Linked DNA regions of Pan troglodytes: region 2 is linked to region 1. Evidence: chromatin contacts called from public Hi-C data. All regions are on one chromosome and are shown on one strand. The core of a region is the stretch at or near the end of the contact, and the rest is flanking DNA. Distances in the headings are between cores, read along the strand shown.

What was found. A called contact is a pair of places that touch in the nucleus more often than the background predicts.
Region 2: a Hi-C map of stem cell-derived neural progenitor cells shows a contact between it and region 1, with 2.6 times the contacts expected there. The contact joins the promoter of STOML2 here to the enhancer-like site in region 1. A contact is called at or near these places in 2 of 7 Hi-C or Micro-C datasets (induced pluripotent stem cells and stem cell-derived neural progenitor cells) and 1 of 1 datasets of contacts at active chromatin or transcription factors (stem cell-derived excitatory neurons).

Annotation. Positions count from the first base shown.
Region 1 is chr11:80,430,458-80,434,878 of NHGRI_mPanTro3-v2.0_pri, forward strand. It overlaps RUSC2 (RUN and SH3 domain containing 2), which reads right to left. Exons shown (of 11, transcript XM_024345625.2): 2 at 321-962; 3 at 1-70. The coding sequence starts at 342. Among named protein-coding and RNA genes, the nearest start is that of CIMIP2B, 14 kb to the left of the region's middle. Within about 2 kb of position 1,899, at least 8 of the 24 cell types and tissues checked have an H3K27ac peak or open chromatin away from gene starts, as enhancers often do. A contact at or near this core is called in induced pluripotent stem cells and stem cell-derived neural progenitor cells, where this site is marked.
Region 2 is chr11:80,881,058-80,885,478 of NHGRI_mPanTro3-v2.0_pri, forward strand. STOML2 (stomatin like 2) reads left to right here and starts at 2,302. Exons shown (of 10, transcript XM_520553.7): 1 at 2,302-2,472; 2 at 2,703-2,840; 3 at 3,332-3,431; 4 at 3,564-3,622; 5 at 3,715-3,816; 6 at 3,966-4,100; 7 at 4,247-4,391. The coding sequence starts at 2,428. It overlaps ATOSB (atos homolog B), which reads left to right. Exons shown (of 9, transcript XM_009456558.4): 9 at 150-1,403. The coding sequence ends at 303.

The DNA of each region.
Region 1 (4,421 bases), core at 649-3,148:
CCAGGTGGCCCTAGTGGGTTCTTCCTCCTGTATTCCCGCCACTTGAGGGCTTGAGGGGATAGGTGGTTGGCTGGAAGCAGAACAGATTAGCAGAAAGACAAGAGTTGGCAGGAGACAGCGAGACAGAGTTTCACATCCACCCAGTGGGCCCATGTGAAACACTAGATTATCTGTGGATATTATCTACAGATGCTGGGGGAGGGATGCAGACATCCTAACCTCTGGCCCCAGGTGAGAGTGTAAGCAACCACTCAAAGGGGAGGTGGTGGAAGTGCTTGCGTGAGGCGGCGGGTTGGGTAGGGAGATGCTGGAGCTCGTACCATTACTGGGCCTGGTGGCCATGCTGCCCTCACCACCTCCCCGGGCCAGGCTCTCTGCTCGGCTGAGGCCAGATCGCCAGGAGCCCAGAGGCGGCAAGCTTCCTGTTCCATGGAGCCGGTACTCAGTCAAGGTCAGTATCTTCTGATCCTCCTTCTGCGGCTGCTGGGAGGTGGCAGGCCGGACAGCAGGAGGACAGGAGTGGCTCCATGGGGGCAGGCTTTCTGTGGCTGTGGGCTGCTCTGGGGGAGGGGAGCACGAAGTGGAGGCAGAAGAGTCAGTGCTGGGCCCAAAGGGGCCAACACTCCGGATGGGGGAGTAGCTGCCCAGGGGCGATGGCCGAGAGGTCTCTGGCTCAGACCCAGCTTTCCTGGCACCTCTGCCAGTGGCTCGGGGAGTGGATGCCTGCGGTTCCCCTGAGGGAGCTGGGACTGAGACTTGAGCAGCAGGGGCAGCCAGTGGGGCAGGCTGCTGTGTACGGCTGCAGCCTGAGAGGCTGTAGAGCTGGGAAAGGCTGTGGAGGGCCCGGGCCTTGGCCAGCTGCTTGGGGAAGTGGTGCTGGAACACGAAGGGCTGGATGGGCAGCGTGGTTGGCCTCTGTTCCTTGCTGTAGCGAAGGACTGGTCGGCTTTCAGTGCCACCCCCTGTAGCAAAGGGATGGAGAAGAAATCAGTAGACAGACACTGAAACCCATATGAGAGAAAACCCAGAAGCAGAGATGGGAGAGGGGAGAGGGGCAGGGACCTGGCTGGCAGGAATTGAATGGGGTAGAAGTTCGTGGAATGGGACACTGCTCCCCTCTTTTGTAAAACGCTTCCTATTGCTTTTATGGTGCTGGACTGTCTTGTACCTCTCTGCTGTTCAGTCCCTCTTCATTTTCTTGACTCCAAAGGTGAGTGTATCTTAAGGCTCAACTCTTGCATCTCACCTTACACTTTATTTCTTGAGAAGTTTGAGTTCAGACTTCTACGGGATGACTCCCAAACCCACAGCTTTAGCCTGGACCTTCCTCTTCATCTCCAGATCATTCTGCTTTATAGTTCTGCTTTCACTTAAAATGTGCTATAACCGCTTATCCATCACCTTTCTCCTTTTTTCCAATGACTTCCATTTCTGTCAATGGCAGAACCATTTTCTTTGTTTCTAAGTCTTGGAGTCACAGTCACACACATTTTCAGTGATGAAAATGTTTCAGATGTTATTGACTTCAAGCTTTTGCTCATTATCCCATCTCCAATCATGCCAGCACATTTCATTGCTGAGCATATCGAACCATAGTAAGATATTTCTTTACTTGCAGCCTACCTGTTATCTGTATCTACCCCCACTCCCACTCTTTTCACGATCCTGGCATTGGAACCTCAGAGTCCACATTTGCTCCCCCTGAACGGAGGTATGTTCCCCAAGGCTGGGCCTCTCCTGTTCTTTCAGGCAGTCTTCAGGTCAATGTCCTTCAAAACGTGGTGCTCAGAACTAAACACAAAACTCCAGGACACTGGAGTGCGACAGTGGATGGACTGCACTTCCAACAAAACACTGTAGATCTCCGAATAAACGTAAGATGGCGCTATAAGCACGCACCCGGTCTAAAGCCCTGGTGAAAGCTCACCAGCAGGGGGGCTCAGTAGCTCTGCGAGGCGGGAATTAGTTCTCTTACTTGACATATTAGGAAATGTGAAATGTAGACAGATTAAAGCACTTGCTCAAGGTCAAATAACTAGGAAGTGGCAGAGCTAGAATTCTGCCTAACCCAGAGTCTGATTTCAGAGCCACTGTTCTTTTTACCACATTGTACTACATGTGAAATTGTATCAGGCCAGGTTTTCCTATCCCTCATCTTATTTACATCAAAGAGTCAGAGGGGATGGGGACCACAATCCCATTAGGGAGGTGCTTCTGAATCACTCCCAGAGGACACTTTCAAGCTCCACCCTCCTGCTATCCCCAGTCACTGCTTACACAAACGCTGCATTCTCCCTGGCCCACTGTGCTCCAGCCACACTTCCCCGTCCTTAAACACACCAGATGCATGAACATCCCCAGGCCTTTTGCACCTGCTTTTCTTTCTGTCTGAATCTTCTCACCATTCAGGCATCAGCTCAAATATCACCCCCTCAATAAGACCTTCTCTGACTACCTCAGCCCCTCTGGCAAGTTGCTCTCTATCCCATTACCCTGTTTCATTTTCTTTTCAGCATTGTTGAACTTTCCAGCAATTAAAAGTTGTCCTTTTAATGTGTTTATTGTCCATTACTACTCCTAAGAGCTCCAGAAAAGTGGGGATTTTATATTGTTCACTGCTGGATCCATAATGCCTGGAACAGAGGCTGGCACACAGTATGCAGTGAAAAACGATCTGTTAAATGAGGGAATCTCCACGGTCACTCTTGATTCAAGCCAGTCTCACTACAACCAGAAGCTTCTTACATACACCAACTAGCTTCTGAGATACAAACTTTATCTCCCAGAATAAAGTCTAATCTTCTCAGTGAGCTAGTTGCCCACACCTGCTATGAGCTAGGCTGCTCTCCCTTCAGACTTCCACACCTGCCCCCACTGACCCTACTCTTCCCAGTCCATCCCTGTCATGAAGCCCACTGCTTTTCCCATCAGGAATGTGTTCTTCCTTTCCGCCTATTTAAGTATCAGTTTTCAAGGCTGAGCTGACTCTGGCTATCGGATTAGGTCATCCCAACCACAGCATTATTATACCCCCTATACAAAGTATGTCTGAATTAGACTGCTTATTCCTACCCTTTTAAAACTCCTCTCTGCTAAGTTCCCAGGATACAGACTGAGGCAGAGGAATAAGATCAGGTAAGAAGGGGGCCCCTGTGGGGAATGGGTCTTAGTTCTACCCTCAGGGAATACACAGAATAAGTTTTCTCACTTTTCTATGTGACATTCGTTAAGAAAACCAGAGACAGAGACCGTATTCACCCGAGTCAGTTTTTCTCTAGGTTAAATAGCCCCAGTCCCCCAGTTCCTCAGTTCCTTCTTAAGATGTGGTGCCCAGAACTCAATGGAATACCACTGAGCACTCACTGGTTCGGAGGAGTGAGAGACTATCCACTCTTTCTTTCTGGAGTCTATGAATGAATCCCGTCATCTTAACTTTTTGGAAGCTCTACCAACTGCTGACTCATTCTGAGTTTGCAATCAAATATCCCAAATCAACTCAAGTGCAGGTTACATATCAAACTTCACACTGGTCTCTGCTTTATTAGTTTTGTTCTTTCAAGATTCAGTAAGATCCCTTTAAATCTTGATTCTGCTGCTCAGTATCTCAAAGAGCCGTCTCAGCTGCCTTTTTTATTTTTATTTTTTAATTTACTTTTTTTTGAGACAGAGTCTTACTTTGTCACCCATGCTGGAGTGCAGTGGCGTGATCTCAGCTTACTGCAACCTCCGCCTCCCAGGTTCAAGCGATTATTGTGCCTCAGCCTCCCGGGTAGCTGGGACTACAGGCGTGCGCCACCATGCCTAGCTAATTTTTGTATTTTTAGTAGAGATGGGGTTTCTCCATGTTGGCCAGGCTGGTCTCGAACTCCTGGCCTCAAATGATTTGCCCACCTCAGCCTCCCAAAGTGCTGGGATTACAGGCATGAGCCACCACACCTGGCCTACTTTAATTTTTTTTAGAGACAGGATCTCACTTTTTGCCCAGGCTGGGATGCAGTGGTGCAATCACAGCTCACTGTGCCTCAAACTCCTGGGCTCAGGTGATCCTCCTGCCTCAGCCTCCCGAGTAGCTAGGACTACAGGCATGTGCCACCACTCCCAGCTATTTAAAAATTTTTTTTTCTGTAGACACAGGGTCTCACTATATTGCCCAGGCTAGTCTCAAACCCCTGGCTTCAAGTGATCCTCCTGCCTCAGCTTCCCAAAGTGCTGGGATTATAGGTGTGAGCCACCATGCCCAGCCGACCTTCTCACCTTCCTATACTGCTGGATCAACCTGTCCCTTCTTTTGTCATTCAAAGCTTGATGAATTGTCATTCATTTTTGATTTAGAAAAAAGCTGTACAGAATCAAGAGAAGACTGGAGACTTATGGAACAGAGCAGCATCTTGATATGTCTTAATCTGATAGAGAAAACACAT
Region 2 (4,421 bases), core at 1,052-3,551, 450 kb after region 1:
GATGGGGTCTCGCTATGTTGCTTAGGCTGGTCTCCAACTCCTGGGCTCAAGCAGTCCTCCCACCTGGGTCTCCCAAAGCACTGGAATTACAGGCATGAGCCACTGAACCCAGCCTGGATTCTTACGTTGATCACATTGTCCTCCTCCAGGTTCCGGAGCTCCCGCTCAGGCCGCTTAAGCCTGCATGGAGATATCCGCCTGCTTTTTTCCCGTCGGAGCCTGGAGCTGGACACAGGGCTCCCCTACGAACTGCAGGCTGTGACCGAGGCCCCTCATAATCCACGTTATTCACCTTTGCCCTGATTGCCAGCACTCTGAACCCATGCGGGCTAATGACCTGCCCATCCTGCTCCATCTTAGAGAACATATATGGAGAGACAGGAAGAGACCCTTCAGGCTTGAATTAAAGCCCTCACCATGCTCACACCCAAATGGATTATTTGGGTGTTTAAAGCTTCTGATTCTTACTACACCCTGCCCTACTTCGGGTACTCCATGTGCCTGTCCCCTCCCTTGGGTTTCCCAGGCCAGCTTAGGTAGTAGGGAGGAACCAGAGCTACCCTGAGATTTTCTCAAGTTCCCAGGCAAGTTATGCCAGCGTTGCCTCCCTGTCCTGGGCAGGGGCCACTTATTATTTTATTTATTTTTAATTTATAATTTATTCAAATTGGATTGCCTTGGTAACCTCCCACACCTGATAATTGGCATCACTCCTCCCCGCTTCCCACTCTCAGATATTGCTCCAACCTCAGGAGTTGAAGAGGCTTATGCGGTGGGGGCAGGAGGAGAACTGCTCTCCCTCAGCTGAGGGAAGAGGGGCTATTCCAGAGGGACTGAGTCAGTAGCCAAAGACTCAGCTTCCCCTGTCCTTCCCCTAGTCCCTTCACTTCCCCTACCCTCTGACCTATCTCTGAAAGCCAAGTTATGCGTATGTGTGTGTGCACAAGCTTGTCTTTGTGTGGTATGTGTTTGTGAGTGTGCATGTATGCACACACACAGGGGTTAACCACCCCTCACCTAGGGCTCCAGACTCCAATTGTCCCTCTCCTCCTACCTGTGTCTCCTTGCTTTGGGGTCCTGACTGAAGAAGGTGTCCAGGGGGCAGAGTCAGGGCCAAGCACTGGGGTGCCTCCTCTCACCTGGCCAGACTCTGACCCACCTACCTCAGCTGGGGTGAGGGGCACCCCTCAAACTCAGTCATGTGGTTCCAAACTACCCCATTCCCCACTCCAGACTCTGACCCAGCCTCAGTCCCAACTCCTGGGGCTGGGCTGAGGGGAACAAGCATTTGCTGAAACTTGAAAAAACAAAGCAAATCAAAAACAGGAAAAAATTGTACCTGGTACTTTTTTTTAGAAAAAAAGATTAAAACAGAAAGAATAAATTCTTGTTGGAAACTTGAACTAAGCTCTACTTTTGTTGTTGTTGTTGGGGAGAGGGTGTGAAGGGGGATGGAGGGCCTTCCTGGAGCTGGGACTCAGCCCTTTCTACCAGAGAGGCAACAGGCCTGGGCCCATGAGGTCTTAGGCTAGTCCCTGCTGATTCCTGGGGCCTGGTTTTTCTCCTTTCGGAGGGGTTGGTGGGTAAAGTTCAGCCGTAGAAGCTGAACTCTGAATTGTAGATCAGGATTCTAATACTGGTTCTATTAATGACTTTAGCCCCTCAGAACTTCAGTGCCCTCATATGTAAAATGGAGGTGACTACGGAGGTCTCTTGACTACCAGAGCATTAGGGATGTGGGCAAGGTGACATGCTCCAGACAAGGTTGAACGTTGAGGCTGTTTGCTGGACTCTGTATTTAAGACCGGGCATAACAAACCTTGCTTGGGAAGACAGGGAAGGAGCTGCAGTGTCTTTGAGGAAAGAAGGGAGGGGAAAATCTCGGCCCAATCGCCAGGCAATGTTAGGCCCAGTTTCCATGGCAACAGGATTGGGGTCAGTCCCCAGTGGGAGTCCTGGGCACAACACAGCAGGACTACCAGAGAATATCACTATGGCAACCATGGCAACGAGTCAGCTCCAATCCACTAGTCGCTATGGTGACAGATGGGGGCGATTCTACGCTCTGGTGGGCAAACTTGAGTCTCGGGTGAGGACGAAGAATTCAGTGCGTGGTGTCTGAGTGATAATGCCCGCGAAAAATAGCCTCCATTTTGGCCATCAGGCCGGGGATCTTCGGCGTGAACAGCTAAACCCAGAACAACCACAGCCTTCGCCCTTCTCTAGAAGGTCTGCGTTTCCCAGGGAACAACTTGACGCGCCGTTAGACCAAGTAACGCTGATTGGGTGAGTGTTGAAGGGGTGGGAGGCAACGGCCGGAAGTACATCCGGGGGAGCGGAACTGCAAGAGGAAAGGCTCGGGTAGGCTTCTGGGAGCGACGGCTCCGCTTGTCTCGTTGGTTCCGGAGGTCGCTGCGGCGGTGGGAAATGCTGGCGCGCGCGGCGCGGGGCACTGGGGCCCTTTTGCTGAGGGTGAGAGCGAGGCAACCTTTCCAGAGGGTCGGGACAGAGATTACCTGGGTTCTTCGCTGGAAAAGAGCGAAATTCCAACTGTTGGAGAGGACTGGGGTCAGAGGTCATGGTCCCCATGTGATTCTCTCTCCGAGGATCCTGAGGGTCATGGTTTATGGAGATGCCTTCAGGACCGAGGGGCGGCGTGTCTGGCCAGATGGGATCTCTGCTCACCCTCTTCTTTCCTTCAGGGCTCTCTACTGGCTTCTGGCCGCGCTCCGCGCCGCGCCTCCTCTGGATTGCCCCGAAACACCGTGGTACTGTTCGTGCCGCAGCAGGAGGCCTGGGTGGTGGAGCGAATGGGCCGATTCCACCGGATCCTGGAGCCTGTGAGAAACCTCTTCTGCCCACCCTGGGCTAGCCAGATGACCAATCCCTCACGACATGCAATGTCGGGAGGACCTCCTTTGGGCCTGCCCGCACTGTTAGCTCCCGACTCTGTAGGCCAGACCTGACAGGGCCCAGGCTGCTGACCATCATCCCCATGTTACCACCTTTTCCTATGCATCTCACAGGCCCCATTCTTGGGAATCTCCCCTGCCCACTCTCAGCCCTACCTCTCAGTCTGCATAGAGATGGCTATTCTGCTGGCTCCGATTCTCATGACTCTCCTCTCCATTCAGGGGCCTAGTCTTGCATTCCTGTTCTCTTGGGTTTTCTTACCAGTGACACCTCAGCCTTCTGAGGACTTATTTCTTGGTAGGAGCTGCTGCTTTTCTGGGCATGTTCCATGTGTTGACTCCCTACATACTCCAGGACTAGCTTAGGTCCCAACCCAATAGTTCCCAGCCTTCTGAGGACCCATGACTCCTCTTTCCAGGGTTTGAACATCCTCATCCCTGTGTTAGACCGGATCCGATATGTGCAGAGTCTCAAGGAAATTGTCATCAATGTGCCTGAGCAGTCGGCTGTGACTCTCGGTGAGGGGTTCAGGGTGACATGGGTGCTCTGAGGCTATTAGGATGTGGTTGCTGTAGATCCAGAGCTTAGTAGAAAGAACTGGTTGGGACCTAGAGGCCTGACTTTCCCCGTTTTCTCTCCTGGTTCTACAGACAATGTAACTCTGCAAATTGATGGAGTCCTTTACCTGCGCATCATGGACCCTTACAAGGTACCTGTCCCCTACTTTATCCAGCCTTTTCAGTTGCCCTCTTCACTAAAATCTTGTGCCCAAGCTTCTTACACTATCCGTGTCCATCTCAGGCAAGCTACGGTGTGGAGGACCCTGAGTATGCCGTCACCCAGCTAGCTCAAACAACCATGAGATCAGAGCTCGGCAAACTCTCTCTGGACAAAGTCTTCCGGGTAAGCAGATCTGAGCCAGAGTTAGGGTTTGAAGACACAAACCTGACACTCTTAATCTTTTCTGAAGGTCAAGATCAGTCCCAGGCCCTTCTCAGTGTAGGCCCTTGATAGGTAGGTTGAGGCTGTGGGGCTTACACCTCTTTTTCCAGGAACGGGAGTCCCTGAATGCCAGCATTGTGGATGCCATCAACCAAGCTGCTGACTGCTGGGGTATCCGCTGCCTCCGTTATGAGATCAAGGATATCCATGTGCCACCCCGGGTGAAAGAGTCTATGCAGATGCAGGTGGGGGCCAAGGAGGGGTGGGAAAAGGACCTCAGGGTGCTCCAGTCCCAGGAGGATCCAGACTTCCCTCCTGTTACAATGGGTAGAGTTGCATGTCTGTATGAGTCTCCCTTGGCTTGTTGATTGGGATTGTTGTGGGCTTCCAGGTGGAGGCAGAGCGGCGGAAACGGGCCACAGTTCTAGAGTCTGAGGGGACCCGAGAGTCGGCCATCAATGTGGCAGAAGGGAAGAAACAGGCCCAGATCCTGGCCTCCGAAGCAGAAAAGGCTGAACAGATAAATCAGGCAGCAGGTCAGGAGAGGGTAGAGGCTGAGGGAGGAG